Linked DNA regions of Lactuca sativa: region 2 is linked to region 1. A link is a contact called in public Hi-C data. All regions are on one chromosome and are shown on one strand. Each heading gives the region's core, a stretch centred on a gene start, on an enhancer-like site or on the middle of the called end of the contact. The rest is flanking DNA. Distances are from core to core; before and after follow the strand shown.

What was found. Hi-C and Micro-C count contacts between places; a contact is called where the count stands out from the background.
Region 2: a Hi-C map of leaf shows a contact between it and region 1, with 7 times the contacts expected there. The contact joins the promoter of LOC111911983 here to the promoter of LOC111876903 in region 1. A contact is called at or near these places in 3 of 4 Hi-C or Micro-C datasets (leaf and seed).

Annotation. Positions count from the first base shown.
Region 1 is chr9:226,302,852-226,307,430 of Lsat_Salinas_v11, reverse strand. LOC111876903 (probable protein phosphatase 2C 34) reads left to right here and starts at 2,016. Exons shown (of 6, transcript XM_023873458.3): 1 at 2,016-2,292; 2 at 2,780-3,018; 3 at 3,255-3,563; 4 at 3,686-3,803; 5 at 3,898-4,121; 6 at 4,384-4,579. The coding sequence starts at 2,812. It overlaps LOC122196160 (secreted RxLR effector protein 161-like), which reads left to right. Exons shown (of 2, transcript XM_042898508.1): 2 at 47-73. The coding sequence ends at 73.
Region 2 is chr9:226,523,588-226,528,280 of Lsat_Salinas_v11, reverse strand. LOC111911983 (conserved oligomeric Golgi complex subunit 6) reads left to right here and starts at 1,836. Exons shown (of 11, transcript XM_023907747.3): 1 at 1,836-2,187; 2 at 2,274-2,326; 3 at 2,632-2,779; 4 at 2,866-2,973; 5 at 3,461-3,528; 6 at 3,611-3,734; 7 at 3,874-4,020; 8 at 4,089-4,397; 9 at 4,479-4,693. The coding sequence starts at 1,966.

The DNA of each region.
Region 1 (4,579 bases), core at 767-3,266:
TTGAAGTTTAACTTCTTAATAATTCCTTTGATAAATGTATGTGCAGATACATGGAAAGGAGTTACTTACGTGATTGTGAAGTGTAGTCGCATTTCAAGAGGTTGTGGACTTGACCTTGATACGATCATGAGAGGATTGGGACACACGGCTTATATAATAGTGTCAAGTTGTATTATGCTAGAAATTCAATAAACTAGTATGTATTTTACTTTCTGGTATTCAAATGGGTTGATGGGTTTAATTCTTAGAACACCCTGATTCTCGAGTATTTGCAAGTGTATGATACTAAGTGGAAATTCAATCGTTTTGATATTTTCATTATGTACTGGTTTGGTTTGTTTTGATAAGGTTATGTTTGTTCAAGGGTTACACTAAAATGGGGGAGGATTGTTGGTGATTTTAGGTTCACCATGTGATTTTAAGTAACTGAAACTAACATTTGAGCTAAGGGGCTTCATAATTGACTCTAATATATGTATGGAGTAGTGCAGAGTGCACGCTTGTATAAGATCGAATTAGAAGTCGGTTCGAAGACTAGTCAGGGGTCCGGGGGCAGCGCCCCCGAGTCCGTGGTTTCCAAAGGGGCAGCGCCTCTAGCGGGGTCCAAGGGGCAGAGCCCCTGGCTGGGGTCCCGCGGGGTCGAGGGGCAGCGCCCCAAAACCTCACCGAATTTTGCATGCGGGAACATAATGGAAAATTCAATTTCTTGAGGGTGACTATGGTAAAACTAATGAAACTCCTTACTTTCGGTAACCCTAATCCGGATTAACATTACTTGCTTTCAAAGCAACTAATGACGGCCCAACCATAATGAAACCCTAATCTTGTTTAATATATAAACGACTCTTCCTCTACAGAAGAGGGTTACGATCTTAAGCTCTAGTTTTTCATCACACATTCACAAAATCCTCTAGCATATTGGCTTACGTTTTCTGTGCCTTGAAACGTAAGTGTCCACTTGGATTATCCTAGGATGAATTTCTTGTAACCCAGACATAGTGTAGAAATATCAGTTCGAAAAGTGATATCACGATCTAAGTTGGTATCTAGATCTCCACCACACACCCTAATTTTTCCTAAAACAGACACACGGTATAAGAATGTATGTTTTTTCTGGATTGATTACATATTATTAATATAGCTAAATTATGGAGTTTGGCGTGGAATATCGAGGAACTTAAGTCATTAAACAAGAACATCAAGTACTCAAAGGTGTTGTATGTTTTTTTTTTCTAAAAAATCACTTCTCTCGATTTATTGTTGCGCGATGCAGTACTTTACCCTTTGTAGCTTTTTGTTTTTCAGAAGATTTCTGACTTAAAAACTGATGTGCGTGTGCTGCGTGGCGCAACACTTGACCCTCTGCTTCAAACATTTTCACACCTTACTTTAACTTATTTCAGAAGTCTGCAGATGTTAAAAAACAAATAGATTTTTTATTACATGTTGTAGCCGTTTGGTCTCCGTCTTGTACTAAATAAGGTTGCAAAGGTGGTCCATAGACTTCATACATTTTCGTTTCGAAAAAACAGAATGGTACCAAAGTTGTTACCGATTCTCATAATAAGTTATTTTTTCTGAGGAACAATCATAAACTCAAGTTGGTGTCGTGTTATTATTTTATGGATTGCATGTTACGATTATTTATATTGATAAATTTGTGTAAACTTATATTAAAATTAAATTTTGTATGTCGAATTTCATTGTTGGCAATCAAGATATTTTGTATTTAATTATTAAAACAAATCGCAGTCGTACCTCATTTGCATTATATATATTATATATGTTGATTCATAATAATAATAATAATTCAGTTTTTAAATACTCGACTTAATATTTTGTCATGTGGTTGATATGCACCGTCCTAATATTCTTATCTATTTGTTTTTTTTTTAAATCCATGCGATATTTGAGAAAAGATCTTTTAAACATACAAAAATATCAAGATTCACGATTACCGTAATATCAAAATTAAATATATAAAGAGAAGTATATTTAATATTGGATATTCAGTTGTTCCATACAAGTCAATAATGCGAATACAGTCTCTTATGACGCTTGTACAATCGTCAAAAAAACAAGGATAACGTATGGATTTATGTGCAGAAATAGTTTTTAAAAAGTTGTGTAGAGTATACATATACGATCACCGCTTTCTTTGTTTTCCTCTCCTCTCTAGAAACCCAAATGAATTATTATTATTATCTCCATCCGTTTTATTGTTATCTCAGATGCTCATGTCGGAATTCCCTCTTACTCCGGCCACTTGTTTATTTTTCCGATAAGAACAAGGTTTTTTCTACTCAATCTCTTCTCCTTTAATTTCTTTTTATATTCTTGGGTATTTTTTTTCTTAAGATGACATGTATTTGTTGAAGTCCATGTGGGATGATAAATACTATCTGCAAATTTTTTTGATACTTGTTAGTGGATGGGGATGGGTTGTTCGATTAGGAGAAGGGTCTTTTTCTGATTTCTCTTTTTGGGAAAAATTTATAGCTGGGTTTATGTTACTGCAAATGGAATAATGCAGTCACATTCACAGTTTCAGTTCTTGGAAAGAAGCTATCTTTCCAGATAGGATAAAAAGAAATGTGTATTTTTGAATATTCAAAGGTTCAATTTGTGTTAAAGATGACAAATTTATTCACTAATCAAACGACAGAATCTATGTGGATTGATGGAATTCCATGTCAAAAAGTTATATTCTCTGCTTTTTTATTCAGAATCTACATATATATTTACCCTCAAATATATAACTTTTATATTGTGGAAACAGGATTGTTGAGGATAGTGGATTAGATAGTAGCTATGGGGCGTTTCACATCCATGTTTAGTGGGCTAACAAGATCGTTTTCCACAACAAAGAAAGTGAAGAGTTCAGGGGATCACGGTGGAAAAGAGACATCAGAAACCATGGTAAAAGATGCAAAGAAGAAGGATTTGATCTTAAGATCTTCTGGCTGCATTAACGTCCATAATTTGGCTTCTGTTTGCTCCAGAAGAGGCGAAAAGGGGGTAAATCAAGATTGTTGCATCGTATGGGAGGTATATATATATATATATATATATATATATATATATATATATATATATATATATATATATATATATATATATATATATATATATATATATATATATATATATATATATATATATATATATATATTATTTATTATTTTTTTTTTCCAATCTTTATTATCGTAATTATCCATTGACTTAAAAACTTCATTTGTCACTCATGGGTGCAGGAATTTGGAGGACAGGAAGAAATGACGTTCTGTGGGATTTTCGATGGTCATGGTTCATGGGGACATTACGTTGCAAAAAGAGTATGTGAATCGATACCTTCAACATTGCTATGCAATTGGCAAGAAGAGATGATGCAAGTCGAAGCTTCACTTGACTTACAACCTGTTAAAGTTAAAAAGCTCGACAGATTCCATGTATGGAAGAATTCTTTCATAAGGACTTGTGCTTCTGTTGATCACGATCTACGAGAATGCCGTAAATTTGATTCTTTTCATAGTGGAACCACTGCTTTAGCTGTTGTTAAACAGGTAGGTTAGGTAGACTTGTTTTGTATTTATTGATCTCCTAACTAATAACCTTCAAAAAAGATCGACGAAACTTAATTACCAATTATATATTATTATTATTATTATTATTGTTTTGAATCCAGGGTGAACTTCTAGTGATAGCAAATGTTGGGGATTCACGTGCAGTACTGGCTACAACTAGCGATGATGGGTGCTTGGTACCAGTACAACTTACTGTTGATTTCAAGCCAAATCTACCTCGTAAGTATCTTTAGAGGCCCTTCACTTTAAAATTATCATATGCATTCATGTCATGGAGGATAATATGATAACTTATTCATTTACGTTTGTACAGATGAGGCTGAGCGAATAGTTGAATGCAAAGGACGGGTTTTTTGTTTAGAAGATGAGCCTGGTGTGCACCGGCTATGGTTACCAAATGAGGAGTCACCTGGTCTGGCTATGTCAAGAGCCTTTGGTGACTATTGTGTCAAAGATTTTGGACTTATATCTGTGCCTCAAGTAACAGAAAGACGTATAACTAGGAAAGACCAATTTATCGTGCTTGCTTCCGATGGGGTACTTATGATTATTTCAACTTACATACATATATACTATATTATACCGAACTATAGACCGAACTAGACACGATTGAACAAGAAAAACGATATCATCTTGTTACACCTTTTTAGATGGAAGAAAATATGTTAAGCTTTATCTATTTAACAATTGACAAGCCCAATGCTCATGTAATATATTAAGCCTTAGAGTGTAGAAATTGCTAGAGAAGATCTTAGAAAACTAATTGTCTATTTTATTTTTTGTGAATTAATTCGTGTAGGTGTGGGATGTAGTTTCGAATGAAGAAGCAGTGGAGATCGTGTCGTCTACCGTTGACAAGGCTAAATCGGCAAAACGATTGGTGGAGTTTGCGGGGCGAGCCTGGAAACGGAAGAGGAAAGGGTTTGCAAGCGATGATATCTCGGCTATTTGTCTCTTTTTTAATAATGGTTCACCTTCATCTCAGCAAATTCATC
Region 2 (4,693 bases), core at 587-3,086, 220 kb before region 1:
TTGACTATTTTATTATGACTATCGTATGTTTTGAATGAATTTAAAAACAAAATTTTATATGTATTTTTAGGATGTTACAGGATGATTTATTGAGTAATATTAAAGAGGTATGAATTGTATATTCAATAGATATTGTATGGACATGTATTTATACAAACTTTACAATTTATGGGTGAGCAAAAACCACATCTAAAAATAATTGAAAAAAAAATGCCCACATTAGCCTGTCCCGTGATCAACGTGGAAGGTCAAACAAACATGTTTTTGATCTATGGATTGTCTAAATTAGCATATCATCTGTTAATTCAATAAAAATAAACATTATATTCCAATTTATCCCAACATCTTACGTATATGTAAGGTGTCATGGAGAAAAATAGATAAAATGAAGGGAATAAGACAATTGTGAAAAGTTTCATTTTTATTAAAAGGAAAATAACTTAAAAGGGTAACATTGTTATTGTTTTGTACACGTTTATTTAATTATTATTTATTTATTTATTTATTTATTTATTTTTGCAAAATACACTAGTTAACTTGTTGGTTTTATCCACATTACATCCTTACGACATGTTATTGTTGGTTTTCAGCCAAAAGATGGATTTTTCGGCTATTTTGGCATCTCCGGCGAGCCTCTAGACATCTTATTTAACTCTATATGATTCTAGGCGATCTTCAAGGTGTCGGATTACCTAATCAAAACAACACAATACACCCATCACTCTTAGCTCCACCATCTACTCCGATATCCTTCTCAAAATTTATACTTTATTCTATAGTCCAATCACCAAATTGTTTCCTCTCTACAAAGTGCAAACTATCTAAAAGGTCCTTTATCCACCATGTTTATATCTCCTATTGTCTTCTCCACCTTTACCACTGAATCATCAACAACTTCTCTCATACCACTGACAAAGCTAGCCCATCTGACCACCCCTTCCTTCCTTGATGTCCCTTACGCTCAATTCCTTTCATCTACTTTGAATTTCAAACGTGGAGATAACACGGATTAGATGACTTCAAAATGAGCCCCAATCAACATATCTCTCTACCCAAGAAGTCCGATGAATACTCTCCGGTTACCCATCTCAAGAACATTCAATGAAGGTCTTTCATTGTCTTTTCTAGAAAAAGGTTTCCGTCCTTAATGGAATCCTTCAACACCTTCTTAGTAGAACAAATCCCAAGACATGTATTTTTTCTACCCTGAAACATCTTCACAATTCTATTTGGATCAATCTTCATCCCCTCATTTCGGGGTGCGATTGAGTGTTTCAAAGTCGTCTGAAAATCCATATATATTGATCAATCTTTGCCGAAAAATCATATATCGTAGGAAAAGATTATCGAAGGCGTGCTGGAGATGCAAAGTCACTGAAAGTATCATCTTTTTGCCGCAACCTACAACAACAATTCATAAGGACAAAAATATCCACATTTTGCAAATAATACAACAGTGAACTTGTTGATATTGCAACAATAAATAAATAAACAAATTAACTTTTGCATTTTGTAAAAATAAAAAAAATAAAATAAAAACAATAATAACTAAACATTTACAAAACAAAAAAACAATATTAAATTTTTAATTTATTTTCCTTTTATTGAATTAGAAAAGAGATTGGAGATGCAAATTTAGACAATCTAAGATAAAAACCCTAAAACAGTTGAATGAAAACTAAAATACAAAACATTTTTTTGACATAAAATCTAAAAAAAAAAAAAAAAAGAAAAGAAAAAAAAAACCAAATTTGTAAATTAGTCCAATAATTTTCTTCAAGTTAGATGATGGGCCGAAAGAGCCCACACTCGACATGAATTTGTCGAGACCGTCGGAAAAAATCCGAACCGTTGCTCATTGCAGTTGCTATGTAGAAGAAATTGACTGAAACGTAACGTCGAGAGAATAAAATTGCAAAACAGATCAGAACAAATCGTAACTCAAGGAACAGCAGTCGGAGAGAAATGGGGACGACGACGGCACTGGCGCCGGGGCTGTCAAGAAAGCTGAAGAAGGTATTGGAAACTCGCACCGACAATCCAGATCTGCTGGCATCACTTAATACACTCTCCACTTTCTATAACGATAATACCGCTCCGGCTCGCCGTAACCTCCGATCAACTATCGAGAAACGTTCTCTCACCATTAACCATGACTTCCTCCTTGCTTCCGACGCCGCCCAGCAGGTTTGCGCATTACTTTCTGTTTCTCTATCAATCATGGAATCAATCGATCAATGTCATATGTTAATTCTTTTATTTTACGGTTTTAGGCTTTGGATCGGGTGGAGGAAGAGGTTAATTCCCTAGCTGAATGCTGTGACAAGTGAGATATTATATTCATCTTTCTGCTCTTCAAACAATTTTAAATCATTTCGATACCATCTCCTATCCTAAATTGAGCCACAGGTCGTTCAAAAAAATCTAAATTGAGCTATAATTCAATGATCAAACACACCACCTTGTAGTTTTAATTCTCGTGAAATCTAGATAAAATTGGAAAGAAGATCTGTTAAGAAATTAACAAGTACCCCTATAGTGCTGAATGCAACATCTTTCACAATTTAGTAGTCTTTGAAATAAACGAAATTCATCTTAAGGAAATAATAAATCGTGTTTTAAACCTTGCAGAATTGCTAAATCCTTGAATAACTGTAATGCTACTACTGGAGATATTATCACTACCACAGAAAGACTCAAACAGGAACTTGAAATCACTACTCAGAGGCAAGAGATTGCATCATGCTTCCTTCGAGATTATCAACTTTCCAGTGACGAGGTGATAGTTTTTCATGCTGATATATTCTGATTCAACTGTCACTGAATTGCAAACTGAGTAGAATGTGATTGTATTTACTTCTGTAGATAAATGCACTGAGGGAGGAAGAATTGAATGAGAACTTTTTCAAGGCATTGAGCCATGTACAAACCATCCATGGAAATTGCAAAGTCCTTCTCAGGACCCATCATCAGGTAACTCTTCTGCATAGCTCCCCCATAGACAGGGAGGCCTTCTTTGCTACTTGAAAAGATTTTTTTGGATGAATTATATATTCTGTATCAAATATGAAGGGTATATAGAGTGGGTGATTTGATCAAATAGTTTAGTTCTTATATATGAGAAGCAAAGTTTCCGTGCTATGATTATTTATTTTCTGCAGATATGCCAATAAAACTGGAACAAAGATTAAGGCCCTTAGTTGTTCAATGCAAATTATGCAAACTTATGCCTGAAACTGATAAGATATATGATAAACAGAGTCTGAGAAATGCTATTACTGTTGTTATCCTTTATGTTGAATCATTGATAAGACATGTTAAGCTACATAAGTCAGATTTAGATTATGAAATATTTGGACTCTTACAAATTCTTGATGCTTTTTGAGCTATTTCAAAGCTTCTTATCCCTACCTACCCTTTTGGTTGGTTATTTTCAATTCTCATTTTTTACTGTTGACAGCGTGCAGGTTTGGAGCTGATGGATATGATGGCTGTCTATCAAGAAGGTGCCTATGAACGCCTGTGCAGGTGAAACAATCAATAAATTCCCAAACTTTTTTGGTTATCTTCTTTTTGTTGACTGACTGTTTGACTTTTATTATTCATTCAGATGGGTTCAGACAGAGTGCAGGAGATTGGGGGACACTGATAATCCTGAAGTAAGTGAGCTTCTGAAAATGGCAGTTCGTTCTCTCAAAGAAAGACCTGTACTTTTCAAGTATTGTGCTGAAGAGGTAATTTCCCTTTAAATCTTTTTCTCTCAATGCAAAAAAAAAAAAATCACATGTATTTTGAATATGTAATGGGTAACCTGCTGCCTTTTAAACTGGTTATCTCATTGCTATAATGAGTAGATTTTAATTGTAATTGTAGGTAGCAAATATGAGGCACAATGCACTATTTAGGAGATTTATCAGTGCTCTTACACGTGGTGGGCCTGGTGGCATGCCCAGGCCCATTGAAGTTCATGCCCATGATCCGCTTCGTTACGTAGGTGACATGCTCGGTTGGCTGCATCAGGTATGATATTAGTTCACTTTTCAGTATAAACAAACACAAGGGTAAAATGGTCATTTTTTTTTTTGCAGGCCCTTGCATCCGAAAGAGAACTTGTATTTGTGTTGCTTGATCCAGATGCAGTAGTGGATACCGGACCAACAGCCCGTAAATTCTCCACAAACACCTCAAGCTCAGAGATTAATAATAATAATAATAATAATAATAATCAGGAAAAGGAAAAGGAAAAGTCAGAAACAGATTTGACCTTTGTTTTGGATAGAATCTTTGAAGGTGTTTGTAGACCTTTTAAAGTCAGAGTTGAACAAGTGCTGCAATCTCAACCTAATCTTATAATCTCATATAAGCTTAGCAATACCCTTGAGTTCTACAGCCACACTGTAATTTCAATTCTTAAAATTTTTTATTCTTTTTTGTTTTTTCACAATTGTTGTGTGTGTAACCGATTTTGACAATTATAGGTGTCAGATCTGTTAGGGAGAGAAACAGCACTTTGTAATACACTGTGGGGTCTAAAGGAAGCTGCTCAGAAGACATTTTTTGAGATTTTGAAAGTTAGAGGGGAGAAGCTTCTGAGATATCCGCCTCTGGTTGCTGTTGATCTTTCCCCACCACCAGCAGTAAGAGAAGGAGTCTCTTTGCTGCTTGAATTAATCACAATTCATGACAGCATGAT